2 separate regions of the Ovis aries genome follow, and region 2 is linked to region 1. The links are chromatin contacts, called in public Hi-C maps. All regions are on one chromosome and are shown on one strand. The core of a region is the stretch at or near the end of the contact, and the rest is flanking DNA. Distances in the headings are between cores, read along the strand shown.

What was found. Hi-C and Micro-C count contacts between places; a contact is called where the count stands out from the background.
Region 2: a contact with region 1 is called in a Hi-C map of mixed tissues, with 2.7 times the contacts expected there. The contact joins two enhancer-like sites. A contact is called at or near these places in 3 of 16 Hi-C or Micro-C datasets (liver, mixed tissues and muscle).

The regions. Positions count from the first base shown.
Region 1 is chr3:129,396,566-129,400,952 of ARS-UI_Ramb_v3.0, forward strand. No RefSeq gene overlaps it. Among named protein-coding and RNA genes, the nearest start is that of TRNAE-CUC, 5.6 kb to the right of the region's middle. Within about 2 kb of position 2,661, at least 6 of the 54 cell types and tissues checked have an H3K27ac peak or open chromatin away from gene starts, as enhancers often do.
Region 2 is chr3:129,468,903-129,473,289 of ARS-UI_Ramb_v3.0, forward strand. No RefSeq gene overlaps it. Among named protein-coding and RNA genes, the nearest start is that of TRNAE-CUC, 67 kb to the left of the region's middle. Within about 2 kb of position 2,514, at least 7 of the 54 cell types and tissues checked have an H3K27ac peak or open chromatin away from gene starts, as enhancers often do.

The sequences.
Region 1 (4,387 bases), core at 1,411-3,910:
TGATTCAGTCTTTTAAATCTTCTACACCTGCTGCAAAAATAGCTGCTATGAAAGAAAATCAGACACAGTGAATAATTCACAACATGAATGCTCTTGTGCAGGTGGGAGTTAAGTGGTGTTTGCCTTTGTCTCATCTTATATGGTGAAAGCTGCAGTAATAACCTAGACTGCTTTCTAAAATGGAAAACTGAGGATTCTAAACCAGCAACAGGGCTGATGTGAACTTGCTGGCTGCCTGGGAGCATTACCAAAAGATTCAGGGGGCCGCCACAGGTTTTCTCTGAATTCGTTGCCTTTTGTTTTCTTTTCTCTGTGCAGGCTATAAACGGATTATAAATTGTGTGACACCACTGAACCTGAGAAAATACAAGGCTACTTTTAGCATTATCTACCACAGCATACAAGAGTTTTCTTTTTTTTAACTGAAAACTGCTTAACCTGATCTTGATGCCTATGAAGTCTACTTAATAGACTTCATCTATTAACTATTTTTTCAGAGAACACTGAATTTTGAAGGACCAGGGAACAAAAGTAGGGAACACATGAATGGTTGTATGAATTATGTTTTGCATGTGTGTATATAAAGATGTTTTGAGATTTGGGGAACCATACAGACCTGGAGAGAAAGAGTGCCCCTTTCAGTTCAGCTCAGTTCAGTCGCTCAGTCGTGTCCGACTCTTTGCGACCCCATGAATTGCAGCACGCCTGGCCTCCCTGTCCATCACCAATTCCCGGAGTTCACTCAAACTCACGTCCATCGAGTCGGTGATGCCATCCAGCCATCTCATCCTCTGTCGTCCCCTTCTCCTCCTGCCCCCAATCCCTCCCAGCATCAGTCTTTTCCAATGAGTCAACTCTTCACATGAGGTGGCCCCTTTCAGGACTAGCTAATTTCTACATATAACATCTTACCCAAAAATACAACTTTCACGTGCAAACTAACCAATCCTGAGTCCATATCCTCCAATCAGTTCCTATATCTAATTCTCATACACCCAGCCAAGATTTCCTTTCCCTAAATCATCCCAGGGCCAACTGCAGGAGCTACAACCACCCTGTAGCCAAATGCCCCCCAGAATTAGTCAAACTAGCCCATTTTAACGGTTTACTCTGCCTTGTCATGTCTTTTCTGCTGAAACCCCAATAAAGGCTCTGGCCTAGGCTTTTCTCTGGCTCCTTTCTGCCTCCTTATGGCCCTATGTGGCACGGCATGGCCACTCCTTCCAGGAAATACAAGTAATAAATTCTTCTTCAGTGCTGTCGGCATCTCCATGTCATCACCCAGTCACCTTGGTGAATTTGTGCTTGTTTTATTTACTTATTCTTTGTCAGATTAAGTATTTTATTTATTTATTTTTTAAAATATAAATTTATTTATTTTAATTGCAGGCTAATTACTTTACAATATTGTAAGTGGTTTTTGCTATACACTGACATGAATCAGCCATGGGTGTACATGTGTTCCCCATTCTGAAACCCACTCCTACCTCCCTCCCCATCCCATCCTTCTGGGTCATCCCAGTGCACCAGCCCTGAGCACCCGGTCTCATGCATCCAACCGGGACTGGAGATTCGTTTCACATATGATAATTTACCTGTTTCAATGCCATTCTCCCAAATCATTCCACCCTTGCGCTTGTTTTAGAGCACAAATGAGATAATGAAATTTTGTCATTTTAGAAACATGGAAGTTTGACTTTAAGTCTAGCTCAGACACGATCTACTTTTACAGAATTATCATGAGTGAGTATAACACACAGCCCACGGTGGTAGCCAGGCACTCTCTTCCTCTCTGCCTTACTTCCAACGTGGCACAGGGGTGCCTCAGGAAGCACACACTGCTGTTGACTCTCTATCATGACACTATAGCCCTGAAAATGTGTGTGACCTCCTGAAGAAAGCAGGAGTGTAGATCTGTAGAGGAAGCGAGAAAGTGGAGCCCTGCTCTCCTGGTTCCCCTAGTGCAGAGTAACAACACCGGTGATGGTGGTGACTGTGAACACTTCTTGCTACTGCCTGCCTGACTCTGCCCCAGTGGTTTTCATGCATTGTCTCACTGAAACCACACAAGACTCTGAGGAAAGGGCTACTATTACCCTGTTTCAGATGTGAGAATTCACAGGTAAAAGTCTCTGGTCCAGGGTCTCATTCCTGGTAACTGGTGACCTGCCACTAAACAGATCAAGTCTAAATCCATAGCCCGTGCTCTAAACTCCCGCCCTATGTTGCATCTGCCAATGCCAGATGAGGCTTCTTCTTCCCCATAATTCAGAATCAATAGCACAATTCCTTTGCTAGTGAAATGTCAGTCTGAAAACCTCAGTCCCTACTTGGCATGTCCAACTGGCTGGTGGATGGTGCCAGGTTGCCTTCCAAACCAAACATATTTTTGATAGATATTCAGAATCAGGGCCAATGTCAGGCAATGTTGTGAAATAGGCGAACCTCTTGATTTCTGGTGATTGCTCTTCCTGGAATTCAGTGTCCTCTTTGCCGCTGCAGATGACCCCAATGACTCACTCCCAATACTGTCTCCTGTGGTCTGTGCCTTGGACCCCAAATCAGTTCTTTGTCAGAATTCCCTTTCCTTCTATTTTTCAAATCCATCAAGGGTTCTGGATTCAAGTGGACCAGGCTTCTTATTCCATCTGTACGATTTTAAGCTATGTGACCTTGATCCCTGCTTCTCTCATTTGTAAAACAGCCATAGGAGTATAAACTTCTTCAGGCTTTTTTATAAGGATAAAAATGACATATCATGATGTGTGCTGTGTCAAGACCAATTCTTAACATGTAGTTGGTGCTCCATGATAGTTTAGTCATAAGGAATAATTCCCCAATTTTCATCCATGCTATTTGAGTATAACACTAAACAAATAACGCTAAATTCTAGAGCCACAAAAGGGTTATCTCTTTACATTATGGACACATTTCACAAATATGGCTTGATAAAGCAGTCATGAAAGTAAGTACTTGCCTAGCACAACTGCTAGGAATTCAGAAGAAATCCAGGAAGTTTTGATAAAACTAGACAGTAAAATATATTAAAATTAAGCAATGGCTCTAATAAGAGAATGCAGTCTGCTTTACAATGTTGCCACATATTTGCAGTTCTCATGTCAGGAAACTCTAGAAAGAGTGTTTTGAAATAAGTTTTGCAGAAATGATACAGGGAAAAAGCAGAAAGCCAAGCATCACAAGACTGAAGTCCTCATCTCTGCTTTGCCACTTGTTGGCCATGTAATCTTGGAAACATCACTTGACCTTTATGGATGTCAGTTTCTTCCTCTGTAAAATGAGTGTTGGATCAGACAGTTCCTGAGGTTTTTGGCTGTTGTACTATTCTATGAGTCAATGAGACTGACTCCACCGTTTTCCGTCCCCTCATTCTCCGGAGATACTGTTGCCACAATAATTGCTGCTGCCCCCAAGTAACATCACGTACAGGAATCCCAGGCACTGTGACCATGAATTCTAATTCCTTTTTGATCACACCATTGTTGAATGACCTTGGGCAGGGCACCTAACTTCAGCTAACTGCCCCAGATGCCTCATGAGATTCATGGGACAAATTTTCAACTCCTTACATTCTGCAAGCTGCCCTCCAAATGCCTATATAGTGCTTAACTTGGGACCACTCACGACAAATCATGAAACTAGGCTTGTTTCCTGAATAACTCTCAGTCATAGTGTGTTCCTACCATCAATATGGAAGCCTATCTCTCCTATTCAAATCCTACAATCTTTCCGCAGAGGCCAAATTTGAGCGAAAATTTTAAATGCTGAAAAATCCCTCAAATTAGTGACAAACTCTAGGCTGGGAAGGAGAGCAGATATAGTCATATGTTAAATAATAGAACCACCATGATTCCAATAGGTTGAAACAAAGAATGGAAACCAAGGAGAATTAATGCAAACTTTCAGTAATTATTTTTGAGCAGGTATGTCTTGTAATAGGATTATCACTATAATCTCCGCCCTAAATTTAACAGATAAGAAATCCAGCATTTCTGTTGATGATGATGGTGATAATGATAGTTGCCTTTTATTGTGCAAATATTACGTATGAGGCATTATGCTCAGGGCATTACCTGCCATGTCCATCAGAATGCTTTCAGGTATAAGAGTACCTAACCAAAACATGCTTAAGCAGTAGGGGTTTCCTATCTCATAGCCACTGGTGAGGAGTGGCTGCTTCCAGGGTTGGTTGAGCAGCAAAACAACATCCTGGAGGATCCATCCTCCAACACTGACATTCTAGGCACGCAGACAACATCTCCTCTTGTGGTTGCACGACTGAAATGATACCAGATGCCACATACAAATCTCAAAATCTAGAAAAGGACACCTCCTACTTGTCTCTTTATTGGTTGGGAAACTGTACCCC
Region 2 (4,387 bases), core at 1,264-3,763, 72 kb after region 1:
GGAATCCCACTATATAAGTATATTATAGGTCATAATATACATATAAAATAATATATATTATATGATATATACTGTATTACATTATACATAGTCATTAAGAGCATTTTCATTTAAAATGTTAAAGGAAAGAATCCCTTCTCTGACAGAAGTATATGTAATAATATATAATAATCTAAAATAAATATCTTATACATTTAATATAAAATACTATATTTAATATATTATATAAATAACATATATAATTATATATTTTAAATATACATACAAAGTGCTTATTATACTAACTCCCTTGTTTCTAATAAAGGACTTTGAATCTGAACTAATGAAAGACAAGTAAATCACTGGGATTAAATCAAGACTATAATGTAACCTCTCATGCCATTATTCAATTAACTGTCTCAGCCAGAAGTAGATACCCATGGGAGCTTGAAGCATCTAAAGGGCAAAAATTGCATTCTTGGAGCACAGTTCAAATACCAGCGAGATCACACTTGAGCATGGAGACGCCTTGCTAGGTGCTAGAGCAATAGTGCCGTAGGGTAGCAGCCTGGGAGGGGAAGAGCCGCAGCAGGACTCAAGAGGACAGGAAGTCCACCCAGGGCCAGGCCCTCCAGGTCACTGATCTGTACAGTCAGGAGCCCCACAGGGTGCCCCCAGATCCACGGTGTGCTGCCAGCCTCAGGCATCAGTGTGCCAGCAGGGGCAGCCTGAGGCAGAGGACCCACAGTGGTGAGAGGGCTGCAGAGGCGGGTGGCCGGTTAAGAGGTGTGTCCCCTCCTCTTTCCCTCCTCTCTGCCAATGCACCCGAGCCTAGGGAAGGGCGGAGGGAGGAGAGAAGCTGTGAACTAGAGTAAGATTCAAACTGCATGGACCTAGCTTTTAAAAACTGAAAATTTCTACAGTCTGCCCTAGATGTTGTTGAGGGATAGAAAGAGGGGCTAGACACTGATTGGCAGGGTAAAAAAAAAAAATCCTTTGCATTTTTGTGCCCTAGGATGCTGACATACCTCAGTTAACCACTAAGATAACAGTGATGATAGAGAGATGATAGAGAACGAGAGAGATACATACACACACACACATATATACATACAATAGACCAAGACAGATAATTTTTTAGTAGGATGAACATTGTTACATTCACGGGGTATTTCTGCTATGCCTTGCATTGAACCAGGTGTGATACCCATTAACCCACTTCATTCTAACAATAAGCACATTATTCCCATTTCTCAGATAAGGAAACTGAGTCTTTAAGCAGTTTGAGTGACTACCCTGAGATCATACCGTTTGTTAGTGGCTAGTAACCTTCTCTTATTGCTTATTCTAAAACTGAATCATTAACTCAGCCTAGCCCTACTTTCTACCATCTCATTTTATAAATATTTAAATCTAGTCTCAGAAAAATTTAAAAACTTGACCAAAGTTGTTATTATTCACTAGCAGAGAAAAGATTTCTAACAAAAAAAGGTCTTTTAATTTTTACTACGGGGCTTCTAATAAGGTTGTTAAAAGAAAGGAAAAACTTACAGATAAGCCCATGTGCACTTTTGTTTTAAACAGCAATTGTCATTGTCTTAAGAGATCACAGTCCAAGGCAGGTGGCTGGCTCAGGCTGTGTTCTTGTTGAGGGAAGAGAATAGAGGGGTCTTGTAAAATTCTAACCTACTTGTGAAGTTCAAAGGCATTATTATGCTTTCAGCTATCAGCCCTATACTACTGGGTGCATTGCCAGCACATCGTACTTAGCCTGGGACATAGTAGGCACTCAGTGAATGCTTGCTGGATGGGTATTCAATATAAATATAATCAATATGCTGTGGTCAAAATAGAAATTAATGCACTCTGAACAAAAAAAAAAATTACAATTTTTCCCCCTTAACATTGCATAGATAATACTACTCAGCAGATATGTTTTTTTTCCCCCACAATTCACATCAGTCAACTTTTATTTGCATCTGTAATATGGACATGTACAAATATGCTCATCTGTCAATTTTCCTGAGCTAACAATCATGGTATCATGACCTGTCACCAAATACCAAAGTCAGACCTTCTAGGTCAATCTTATTCAATTTGTGCATTACTTGTTAACAATGTATATATTATAATATATATACATATACTCCTCAGATTTCAGGAGTTAATCATTTACCCCCAATGATAGGTGAAGGGCAAGACTCTGCTCACCTCTGAAAGGCTTGTGCAGAATCTTACAACATGAAATGGGAATTTCCCTTCCCTTCTCTTAAATTCTAATTCACCTCCACTCACCCACATGGCAAGTCTAGCTGTCTGCCCCAGGCAGCCTCTGCCAGTTAGGCCAGGCCTGATCTTGTTTTCTGAATGTCTGAAGCAGGAAGGCCTAAAAGGAAATATTGCTCTCATGCCAAAGTTGCTTTGTCTTCATGGGGAAAATTTTTTTTTTCAGAGAAAGGTAAATGCGGCCAATCTGAGAAATCTTAGTTGATTATTTACTATGACTTAACCTTCGAAAGATTCCACTGCAAAAGGAAGGGCAGGGATTTATACAGTTCACAGCCCAGGAACCTCTTTTCCTCTGCACACCCAGCAGAGCTAAGCTATTTAGCTTGACCTCATACATAACGAGGCCAATCCTATGACCCCCTGAATTTCCCCACATGACTCACAGGGAACATTCAAAGAAGTCAACTTGCTAACAAGCCTGGAGGAGTTAGGGCTTATATCATTCCTGAATTATCGATGGAGCTTTGCAAATCAACTTTACCTGTGCACATGACTATGCTCAGCTAATCTTTACCACAGAGAAGAACGTTTGTCAATATAAGGGCTAATGAAGACCTACACTATATAAATTTTTTTTCTCTAAGCAAAAGATCAAAATTCAAATGTGATTTTACTGATTTGAAATAATAATTCTGGGGTTTCAGAGTATCGTTTGATGGGACTTGAGGTTTCAGATCAAATATTTGTGCAGAGATTAGAACTGTTCTGCTTTAGTAATATTATTATTATTATTATTATTATTATTAATCACCTGAAGCAAGTGCTCAAAATACATATATGTTATTTGTAAAAAAGGCAATAATGTCATGTAGAAATTCATGGTGAGGGGCTGTCATTTCAGAGGGTAGAAAGAGCACCATCCGTCCCTCTTTAGGTCTTAAAAAACTTAAGTGAAAGTGAAGTAGCTTGTGTTACATAAGAGGCAGATGACACAGAGTAAACAGACTTAACAGCTAAGTTAACAGTGCACTTGTTATTATGACTGTGTCAGTTAGGAATAGCAACTGGATGCAAATAACAGAAGTACTACTAGTGGCTAAAGCAAGTCAGTAGTTTATTCTCACTTAAAAGGTTGGAAGGTGTTCAATTATCAGGGACCCCAAGTCTTTCCTCTTTCTCTCAACCTTATGATCCAACATGGCTGCTGAAGTCTCAGCTTTCCTATCCATAACCCAGGAAAGAGGAGAAAGGGGGAAAAGGGCCAAAGAAGTATTCTAGCTTGCTTCCCAGAAGCCTCACCGGTAGAGTTGCCAATTTGGTAAATGAAAACAATAATATATTATATGGTGGTGGTGGTTTAGTTGCTAAGTCAGGTCTGACTCTTGTGACCCCATGGACTGTGGCCCTCCAGGCTCCTCTGTCCTTGGGATTCCCAGGCAAGAATACTGGAGTGGGTTGCCATTTCCTTCTCCAGGGGATCTTCCTGACTCGGATCAAACCTGAGTCTCCTGCATTGGAGACAGATTCTTTACTCTTGAGTCACATATTAGGTAAATTGAAAATTATTCATTGTTTATCTGAAATTCAAATTTAACTGGGAAATTCACATTTTATCTGACAATGCTGCTCTCCCAACAACTCTTAAACCTCATTAGCCACCCCCTACTATAAGGGATGAGTGCAATTGCACTCATCTCACACGCTAGTAATGCTAAAATTCTCCAAGCCAGGCTTCAGCAATATGTGAACTATAAACTTCCAGATGTTCAAGCTGGTTTTAGAAAAGGCAGAGGAACCAGAGATCAAATTGCCAACATCCGCTGGATCATCAAAAAAGCAAGAGAGTTCCAGAAAAACATCTACTTCTGCTTTATTGACTATGCCAAAGCCTTTGACTGTGTGGATCACAACAAAATGTGGAAAATTCTGAGAGAGATGGGAATACCAGACCACCTGACCTGCCTCTTGAGAAACCTATATGCAGTTCAGGGAGCAACAGTTAGAACTGGACATGGAACAACAGACTGGTTCCAAATAGGAAAAGGAATACATCAAGGCTGTATATTGTCACCCTGCTCATTTAACTTCTAAGCAGAGTACATCATGAGAAACGCTGGGCTGGAAGAAGCACAAGCTGGAATCAAGTTTGCCAGGAGAAATATCAAGAACCTCAGATATG